Regions from separate parts of the Mus musculus genome. Here all the other regions are linked to region 3. A link is a contact called in public HiChIP or PLAC-seq data. All regions are on one chromosome and are shown on one strand. Each heading gives the region's core, a stretch centred on a gene start, on an enhancer-like site or on the middle of the called end of the contact. The rest is flanking DNA. Distances are from core to core; before and after follow the strand shown.

Region 1 (3,557 bases), core at 906-3,405, 160 kb before region 3:
GGAACGCTGCAGTCTTCAAAAAAAAAGGGGGGGGGGGTTGGAATGTAGTAAATTGACACGCTGACTATATGTTGGCATGACATGGGTTCTACTGGGTTCATCCACATACCACTAAAATCTGTCTGCTTCCTTTTACTTTTCAGTTGTGGTTGCGGGGGTCACGGGTGCTATATCTGTAGTGCTCGCACACAGGTTGCCCTCTGTTTCTACAGGATAATACTTTGAAATTTACCTCAAATTTTCCATGAAGAAACAAGCAAGTCTACAGATTAAGACATCGGGTATAAGCCAGGAACCACTCTGTTTCAGAAACCCTCTGCTGAAGGCTGCCTCCTCCTCTTGCCCCAGAAAACAGTGCAGAGCTATGGTGCCAAGAAAGGGGCAGGCAAGGCTCCAAAGCAGCATTGTCACACTTCAGATCTGTACTTCCGGCGTACAGGGTGAACAGGCTTCTTCCAGAAAGAGCGAAAAAAACACAGTGTGTTGGCCTTGTGGGTCACAAGCTCACAATTACTCAATCCCACTACACTACCACGACTATGCTACCACGACTATGCTACCACGAAAGCGGCCACAAGCAGCATGCAACTGACCAATCCCAGCTGTCTTCTTTTTCTCTTTTTTGATTTTGTGTATTTCTTTCTTTGCGACAGGGACTCATAGCCAGGCTGGCCTTGAATCCCTGATCCTCCTGCCTCCATCTTCCAAGTATTAGGGTTATGTACCACCATGCCTGGCCAGGGTGTGTTCTAATACGGCTGATCACACAAAAGGTAGCGGGACAGATTCAGTCCAGGGGCTATTTGCCAAGCACTGTTCTACACATTCAGAAAGAGATATTCCTAAATGTGTCTTATCAGCGCACCAAGCTAGAACATCTACAAAAATACCTTCCACAAAACAGCAGTTAAGCTATTGTGGAAACAAGGCTAAATGAAAAAAATAAAGTCCTACCGAGTTAACTCAATGTCAACTTCTAAGCTTTTATTGTCCATCACGAGCAGACTATGCTGGCAGTTGCCCTACAGTAACAACTGAATGGGAAGTTACATTAATACATTTCTCTACTTTTTAAATGGGGTTGCCTACAGTGGCTCAACAACAATAAATATGACACCACTAAAGTAAAAGGGATCTAATGAAAGGAACAGACAGGACTCCACAATCAAACACTCCAGGCTTCCTCTTTCTAGAGAGAGGAAGGTGAGCACGACCGTTCAGCATTGGTAGGTGAGAGTGGACTTCACCCACACAGAATCCCTGCAATGGCAAAGCGCACAGAGGGAATAAAACCCCCGCAGGCCCTCTAAACACAGACACAAGGTTTGTGGATGGAATTATGCTCAGTCAGCACCAGAAGCAGCAGCCCCTGGTTCCGTGTGCTGCTGAGCACCATCCACCTCACACAGCGACCTATGTGCACCTATGTGCAACCCACATGGAAGGAGTTAAAGGACAGCAGGCTTCTGAGACCAACACTTCCCTCCACTCCTGAGTCTGACCAACAGTATGCATCCAAAAACAGAAACAAAAAACCCCTGAAAACAAAGGCACTAGTCTATCATTATACTAACTTGTAGACATTAAAACTAGTAATAAATCTAACAGACCTCATTACAGAAGGCAACAGAATGCAGGGCCTGAAACCTATGAGGGAGCAGAGGCAGGGTGTGTGGATGCAAGCACAGTCTGCAGAAGCCCATCCCTGGGTTCCTAGCACAGGCCACAGTGTAGATGGGCTCTGGGAAGGGAAAAGAGCCCTCAGAGAGCAAGGTATCTATGGCAGGTTAAAACAGACCAAGTTCTCCTACTCCTTCCAGTGCCTCCAGGACCACGCCCTCAGCACACACAGTTCCCAGCTGGAAGGCCTGCACACCTTCTGTGCCCCTCAAGCTGCGAGTGCTGCGGCATTTCACACCCACTGGTTCAAACTGGCCCTCACCTCCAACATCTCCTCTTCACCCTTTTGCTAAAAAAAAAAAAAAAAAAGGTACCCCGTAAAGTAATTTTCTGCACTCTTGAAAAAATTAGGGGAAACACCATAAAAACCTCACGGAGAACGAGAATAGTAATTTTGAAGAGTCATGCTTGGTAGCAAATGCTGACCAAGAAGTAATAAAAATAGGCCACTCTGGTATCCTGTATTAGTCACCTGACACTGCGTAATAAACAGTACACGTGTAGCAGCTGAAAATACACAGCCTACTACTAAGCTCTGTGAGTCTGGAGTCTGGGCCTGCCACATCCAATACACATGCCTACAAAGACACCCAGTCAAAACATGTCTTCTTCTAAAACGTACAATCTAAATAGTACCTCTGGTAGGCTATCTGCCTGTTTCAGGCATGACAAGCTGACGGAAAATACAATAATGTGCCACATAATGAAATTTCAGTCACTGACAAATCACGTAAGTTACAGTGGTTCTTAGGGGACACTGGAACACAAACATCCTACAGACTGGTAATGTCACAGCCACCCTGGCACTGATGCTCATGGAACCGACTGTGCCACATATGTAAATGCATGTGCAATTGTATGCAGGACATTACACTTGATGATAAATGACTGCTCATAGCACACACACACATACACACACACACAAACTATAACCCCTCTGCTGTCTTAAATACTTGGAGCTTACTGTGTCTCCTGATTGCCTCATGTTCTCTTGTGCTTAATTTAATCTTGTACAGCTGTCATCATGACTACAAACAAGAGAATGAACACACACATACATACATACATCCAGACCTTCCAGGTGTGTAACATGGCTGTCTGGTATTCCTGTACCATTTAGGTTTGTGACATGAATCACATGACAGATTTCTCAAGCACACCCCCACCATTAGATGATGTTTGTGTGTAGCAAATGGGTTACTAAACAAAGGAATACCCAGGCCTCTCTTTCATCTGGCCACTGACTAAAAGCATAATAATCCAACTCTACCATTTACCCTGTGCCCCAAATATGGCTCCAATGAACAACCTACCAAGAGCAACAGTCACTCTTAAAAGGACATGCCAAGGCTAAGAGTGTTTCATCTGTTGTCAGGAAGTCCCTTCAAAGGGAGAGATGTATGTGTTGAGAAGATTGTACAGTTATACACAGTGGCCACAAAAACAGAGGCTGCAAACATGAAGCTGAGAACAGGAAGTCTGCAAGATGGGGAGGAGTCTTCTTCACAACTGTCTTAAGGAGTCTGTTCTGCTCATTTTAGCAAGACATGAATTTATAAAATTAGAACAATAAAGAGATACACTCAATAAAGAAGAATAAAGTTACTGTGTCATCCTTACTATTCAAAGGCATCCATACCACAGAAAGAAAATAAATAAAAAGTGCCAAAAAACTGTGTCTCAGAAATCAAGGTCTCGGGCTAGGGGTGTGGTTCAGTGGTAGAGCTCTTGCCTAGCATACCTGGGGCCCTCATAAATAAATCTCTAAGTAAGCAAGTAAGAAAGGAGGAAAGGAGGAAAAGAAAGGGGATGGATCTGGGTCTCAATAAAATACTTGGAGCTCTGTTTGCACCTACAGATCTTTTTGCCTGGCAAAG
Region 2 (3,166 bases), core at 129-2,628, 140 kb after region 3:
GCTAAGGGTGTCCTTGAAGGTGATCAGGGGATCCCAGACCCTGACTCTCTTGATTCTTGGCTCTGAGATAAACAGTTCTATCACACCATGCTGAGATAAAGTCCCAGCACAGGCCCACGAAATGACACTAACCAAGAACACTCACAACTGTGAGCCAGACTGATTTTCTCTGTAGTGACAGAAAGTTACCATGGCTCCATAGTTTTCCATCAGTCCTGAGTTCAGCCACTCCCTCCTCTAGCCAGGCTGTCCCAGAGCCCTTCTTGGACAGACTATTAAGATTGTCTACCAGAGAGAAGGAGAGAGAGTGAGATCTCAAAGTTGCAAGGCTGACTCATAAAATTACTCCATACAAGAGAAATGGGTTTAGTGTGGCTTAAGTAAACATCCCAGGAGAAGGAATTGTCCCCTTTCAGGAATATAGGGATAAATGGTCACAGGCCATGTGTGTAAGCGTTTTGAGGTGTCTTGACCAGGGCAAGAGAGAGTAAGACAGCCAAAGAAGGCAAGCTGAAGGGTGAATAAGTCTGTCCAGAAAAGGCCTGAGAGCAGAGAACAGAGAGGTCTCAAACATGCAGTGAGCGCATGTTTTCAGGATCTGTACCAGGAAAGCTCTCATGAGTCCAACATTCGCTGACAGGACGGAACTTCGATGCCAGAGGTTTTTGGTTTTTTTTTTTTTTCTTTCTTTTTTTTCCCCCCCCTTTTGGTGGTTCAGCCAACCAGAGTCTTTCTCAGTGTCCTGTCAAAGCCACAGTGGAAACTTGCATCCAGTGTTCCAAGCAAGCTTTAACCACCCATGGAAAACTAAGAATCATAGAGTCGTTTGTGGGTTTGGCTGGGAGTCAGGCGTGTTTTGAGGCTTCAAACACTGACTATTTGCATCCACTAACCACGTTTGTGAAAAAGAGAGAGAAAATAAATGGGACATGGAAACTGCTTCTCAGAGAGCCCAGCATCTCCCTCCCTAGCAGAGCCTGAAAGGCTGCAGAAGGGGAGGTGGTGGCCCTTGGTTTAGTGCTAAGCTTATCTTGGTAATCTCGGGCAAATGAACAGAGTATGGGTTCTAGGAGTAGAAGATGGGAACTCCTCCCTTTTGTTGGAGGAAGCCTTAGGCAGCCCTTGTTTGCATAAGCTCTGAGAAGACTGCTGCGGTGGCCCTGTCAACTGTCTGGTTTTCGGTGCTTTTTAGAAAGCATGTTGAACCTGCTGAGCCACCACACCAGGACATGGGTCTGTGTCTTCCAGATGCATGTGGACACCTGCCTCCTCCCGATCCTCAGGTGGAGAGGGCATGGGTTTTGATCACTCCTGTTGCTTCTCCTGGCTTTCTGATCCGAGACACTTACTCACCTCCCAACCATGTGAGGCAATTGGGAGGTGAGCTCTGAATCAGGGCTGAGTCATGCAGGCAGCTTCCTGCCCAGGGTTGAGTGGGGATGTCTACGTGGGAGGAATCTCTCTCCTCCAAGGGACAAAGGTGCTCTCAAAGCTTTCCAGTGCTGACGGTCAGTCGGTGACACCCATATAGGGATGTCTGTCTCCTGGACCTCGTTCATGTGTTTGCTTTCTTCCTGATGGCGATGATGTCCTCCAGGTCCCCATGAAGTGACCGCCATCAGAAGGCAACCCCAGTCTATTCCTCACAGGTGAGGTTGCAGCCAGCCTCTCTCACTAGCTGGCTTGCCACCAGGTAATAGTACTCGCCTGCCTCAGATACTCCGTCTTCATGCTGGTGCAGGCCAATCCAAAGTCACCGTTTGATTCACTCTGATCCACAGCCTGAACCTTTTGATTTAGTGATGTTTCCGTCTGTATTTCCTCCCATGGCCAGAGGATGTGATACATGAGGCTGGGGTTTAGAGTTCCTAACACTTCTGTGTCTGCTCTTCCTCCCCCTCCTCCCCTCTTCCTGAAATGGAAAACACGAGGTGGGGTTCCAATACCCTGCCCGCAGGCCTTTGAGATTCCAAGGAGTTGTTTCATTCATAGCCCTTCTGGGATCACCTGGAGAGCTGCTTTCCCAAGGATTTGCCCTCTCACATGGTTCCTGAGCATCCTGGGACGTGCAGCTAAGAGCTCATTCCCTCCAGCTTCCGCAGCTGTGTGGCCCTGGGGCCCAGGGAGTGGATGGCTGGTAACAGAATTACAGGCCCACTGTAATAAACAAGAGAACTCGGTAACCTTTCACTCGCCTTTGTTGTGGCTTGGGGAATTAGACTCTGTCCTGATTTCTTTTCCTTTGACAAACTACCCTGTTATCTACAGCAGCATTTTTTCAACCAGAAGAGAAATTTCCATTTTTAGAACAGGAGCTAAGTCTTAATCTCCTCCCCGATGAGAATGCAGCATGCAGGCTTCTTATTCTTGGATTTACCACCCCTTCACTCTTAAAAAAGAGCTACTGTTTACTAATGACCCGCTCTGTGCTAAACGTGGCACTGTTTGGTCCTAACTGGTTTATATGCAAGACAGCGAAGGACTACAGACCTCCACAGTAATTCCTTAAACTAGATCTTAGTTAGATCATGTTGCAAAGGAGTAAATTGAAGACTAGGAAGCCTCAGGACTTACCTGAGGGCAGAGATCTCATCATAGGTAGGGCGCTCAGGTACAGGACTGAATTCGGGGCTCTATACTTCCCTAGTAGAATTTATATTTTCCAGAATGTTTCATCCAGTGTGATACAAAACCGTCAATTCAGAATGATTGAAGAACTCATTGTAAAAAGGTGGGTGGTTGCAAGTTATCTTTCAGTAACCGGTCTGTTCATGCATCCAGATTGTCTCCTAATTTTCATTTTTAAATAGTTTATTCTTTGAGTTGTTAATATGTGTAGATGATATTAAACCTAGCAATTGTCTAAACTTCGTTTCCCCGACAACCCTCCTCTGACTCTGTAATTCTAAGTGATTAGTTTCTTATTTTTTTCAATGAACATGTGTTACTTTCAGTTTTCAAACATTTAAAAATTGTTAATAAATAACACATTTGGATTCCTTGAATGTCACAGAAGACAAAAGTATATGCAAAAAAAAAAAAAAAATAGTCTCCTTCCCCTGCAGTCTCCCAACCCGACAGCTAACTAGGCCCAGTCACAAACAAGACTGACTGTATTGCAGCTCCTCTTCTTGATCACAAAAGCAAATGAATGATTACAACCTAG
Region 3 (3,107 bases), core at 14-2,513:
ATAAAGGGGATTAACCCCCATCAAAGTGTCCTCTGCCTTAGATGAAAGACAATACTAATTTGTTTCCTAATTGGATTTCTGCTAGAAATTCCTTTGAGTGTCCCAACCTTAGCTGTTTAGGGTAGCCCACTTGAGGCAGAACCCAGACTTTAGCATTTGTTTGAAAACTGCCATACTGATTCTGCCTCTCCTTTACCTAACCTCAAAGCTACGCGATTGCCTATTTCTGCATGGTCTTAAGCAGGAGCCTTCAAGTGATTCCATGGCTTCCAATATCAGAACCGGTCAGAATATCACCTCTCACCTAACTGTTTCTAGTAAATACCTTATTCCTCTAGAAATTGCGTTCTCCTGGGAATAAGCTGTATTCTAGCCATTCTTTATGGCAGCCACATTCCAGGACACTATTTGGCTGATGGCACCCTGAATACTGTTTTGAAAGTCGACCTTCCGGGGCTTAGAGGGGAATTTTCCCCAAAGCTTCTTGCCTCGAGTTCTAACTAGGTCACATTCACTGCAGGCAGGGGTGTTGTTCCCATGGGGATGTTGTAAGATAAGCTTGGATTTCCACCTGTGCTTTGAGATGGATGAGGAGAGGCTCTCTAAAATTTCAGGGTAATATGAGGCTTCCTCGGAAACAGGTGCAGTACACTTAGTCCACAGGAAAAAAAATGTGAGAGCCTATGATTGGCCATTCTGTGTTTCGTGAAGGGATCAGTAACCTACTTTTGCTCAGGTCTTGGAATGAAGTGTGTGTGTGTGTGTGTGTGTGTGTGTGTGTGTGTGTGAGAGAGAGAGAGAGAGAGAGAGAGAGAGAGAGAGAGAGAGAGAGAGAGAGAGAGAGAAGAGAGAAAGAAACAGAGAGAGCCAGAGCCAGAGAGAGTCAGAGAAAGGTGAGAACAAAGCCTCATTGTGAGGGAAAGCATTACCTCAGAGCTCAGAGGGAAACGAGACCACACCTGGAGCACTTTGCCCTCCTTCAGGAAGCAGCATTACAAAATGACAACTGGAAAGACGCCAGGAGACCTGAAACGTCCAGAAATGCAGAAAACGAGGAGAACATGACTGCCTTTCTTCTGTTAATCAGTGACTGCTGAGAGAGCAAAACCCTCCAGGTTCCCACATTGCCGAGAACTCAAAGGCAAGAGAGATCCCAATCTTGGGGTGGAACTCTTTCTAGTATTCAGTGGTAGGGTAACACACCGCTGCACCTTGTTTCTTTACACACCTCTTTATTGCAGTGGCTTTAGTGAACGTTGCAGACAGTGCATCTTTTACCAGTTGAGGGTTTGAGGAAACCCTGCAGGAGCAAACCTGACTCATTATTTTACACGTGCTACTCTGTCCCATAATGGCCTCTTGTCATGTCTTCTCTACACTCAGTAGGCTGTAGGTGATGGAAATATTACTTCTATTTCCTGGCATTGCTAGAACTGAATTCTGCCCCTAGCCCCTTGCAAATATAACTTTTCCATACACCAGGAAACTAACAGTATCCTGAGACTTCACTGCCATGTTTGTGTCTTGGTCTGCACCCAAGTTGGCACCAGCTTAATGGTGGGCCTGTGTAGGCAGCTCGAAATTTTCCAGCCACTGTGTGTGCTGAGGTGGAGCTCAGTGTTGCTTCATCAGAAATATTGATTAATTTCCAGGGCTCCTGCTGTGTAAACATGGCATCACCAAGCTAGATAAACAGGCTGTAAGCAAGAAAGTACTCCTTCTCCTTCTATCAACAAAAACCTTTAATTGAAAAACAAAGCAAACAGGGCTAGAGAGATGGCTCAGCAGTTAAGAGCACTTGCTGTTCTTGTAGACGATCTGGGCCAAGCTCCCAGCTTCAAGTGACACAGCCACCTATGACTGTAGATCCAGGGAGCTAACCTCTTCTTGTCTCTACACACACACACACACAGACACACACACAGAGAGAGAGAGAGAGAGAGAGAGAGAGAGAGAGAGAGAGAGAGAGAGAGAGAGAGAGAGTGAGAGAGAGAGAAACACAAAGCAGACCTAATACAGAGTGGGTGTCCTGCTCAGTCACTTGGAGATAGAACAAAGATGATGAAGAGAAGTTGGCCTCCTGAGTTCTTTTTTCTTTTTCTGAAATTCAGAAACAGTTACAAACAGGATCTTGGACTTAGGGCCAGCAAAGGATGCCCGTGTGAAATACACTAATCTATGTATTGAGGGGAAATAAAAGGGTAATGTGTCAATGAAATGGTGTTCCCTGAACTAGGCTGAGCCCTGTGGTTCTGTTAGCGTTTCCAGGGCTGCTGTGACAAATTACCATCAAGTAGTAATTATGGTTTCAATGTGAGATCTCCCACATAGGCTCGGGTGTTTGAATATTTGGTCTCCAGCTGGTGGCACTGTTTTGGGAGGCTGTGGAGCCTTCCATTCTGTAGCCTAGGCAGCAGAATTGAGTCATTGACAGTGAGCTTTGTGTTGATATCTGATTCCAGTTTTAGCCCCAGATCTTGCTTCTGATCTGCCAAGGAGGGAGCAAGCTGTACTACAAGCCCCCACTGCCATGGACAGGCCCTGCTCTTGCCACTAGGCTCTCCCACCATTAGAGCCTTGATGTCACTTGAAACCATGAGCTGGAATAACAAACTTAGCCTGCTGAAGCCACTGCTGCCTGGAATTTTGTCACAACCTTGAGAAAAGTAATAAACACAGTGGCTTAAGATAACACAAATGTGCCTGTGTGTCTGTGGGTTAGAAGTTCCACAGAGGTATCATGGGGCTAAAGCCAAGGTCCAGGTAAAAGTGTGTCCCTTTCAGAGGAGAGAGAAGAATCTGTTGTCTATTTTTCCTGGGGACTGCCCATGGTCCTTGGCTTATGGATCTTCCTCCTCTTCAAAACCAGCAATGTTGGGTAGTATCCTGACATTGTCTCACTCTGACTCACTCCCAGTTTCCCTTTTCTACTCCCCCCCCCCCCCGAGACAGGGTTTCTCTGTGTAGCCTTGGCTGTCCTGGAACTCACTTTGTAGACCAGGCTGGCCGCAAACTCAGAATTCCACTGACTCTGCCTCCCAAGTGCTGGGATTAAAGGTGTGCACCACCACTGCCCGGCTTCCGTCTTCTAACTTTTAAGGACCTTG

What was found. HiChIP or PLAC-seq counts read pairs in DNA pulled down with a chosen protein or histone mark.
Region 1: a contact with region 3 is called in a FOXA1 HiChIP or PLAC-seq map of pancreatic cancer cells. The contact joins two enhancer-like sites. A contact is called at or near these places in 15 of 484 Hi-C or Micro-C datasets (B cells, CD8 T cells, the G1E-ER4 cell line and 12 more), 1 of 115 datasets of contacts at active chromatin or transcription factors (pancreatic cancer cells) and 2 of 9 other capture datasets (adipose tissue and pancreatic islet).
Region 2: a contact with region 3 is called in a FOXA1 HiChIP or PLAC-seq map of pancreatic cancer cells. The contact joins two enhancer-like sites. A contact is called at or near these places in 2 of 115 datasets of contacts at active chromatin or transcription factors (embryonic stem cells and pancreatic cancer cells) and 1 of 9 other capture datasets (adipose tissue).

What each region holds. Positions count from the first base shown.
Region 1 is chr1:43,464,704-43,468,260 of GRCm38.p6, reverse strand. All of the region lies in intron 1 of Nck2 (non-catalytic region of tyrosine kinase adaptor protein 2), which reads right to left. Among named protein-coding and RNA genes, the nearest start is that of Nck2, 21 kb to the right of the region's middle. Within about 2 kb of position 2,155, at least 84 of the 459 cell types and tissues checked have an H3K27ac peak or open chromatin away from gene starts, as enhancers often do. A contact at or near this core is called in pancreatic cancer cells, where this site is marked.
Region 2 is chr1:43,167,028-43,170,193 of GRCm38.p6, reverse strand. It overlaps a transcript of Fhl2 not described here. Among named protein-coding and RNA genes, the nearest start is that of Fhl2, 4.6 kb to the right of the region's middle. Within about 2 kb of position 1,378, at least 111 of the 459 cell types and tissues checked have an H3K27ac peak or open chromatin away from gene starts, as enhancers often do. A contact at or near this core is called in pancreatic cancer cells, where this site is marked.
Region 3 is chr1:43,304,042-43,307,148 of GRCm38.p6, reverse strand. All of the region lies in intron 1 of LOC115487086 (a long non-coding RNA gene), which reads left to right. Among named protein-coding and RNA genes, the nearest start is that of Gm29040, 44 kb to the right of the region's middle. Within about 2 kb of position 1,263, at least 47 of the 459 cell types and tissues checked have an H3K27ac peak or open chromatin away from gene starts, as enhancers often do. A contact at or near this core is called in pancreatic cancer cells, where this site is marked.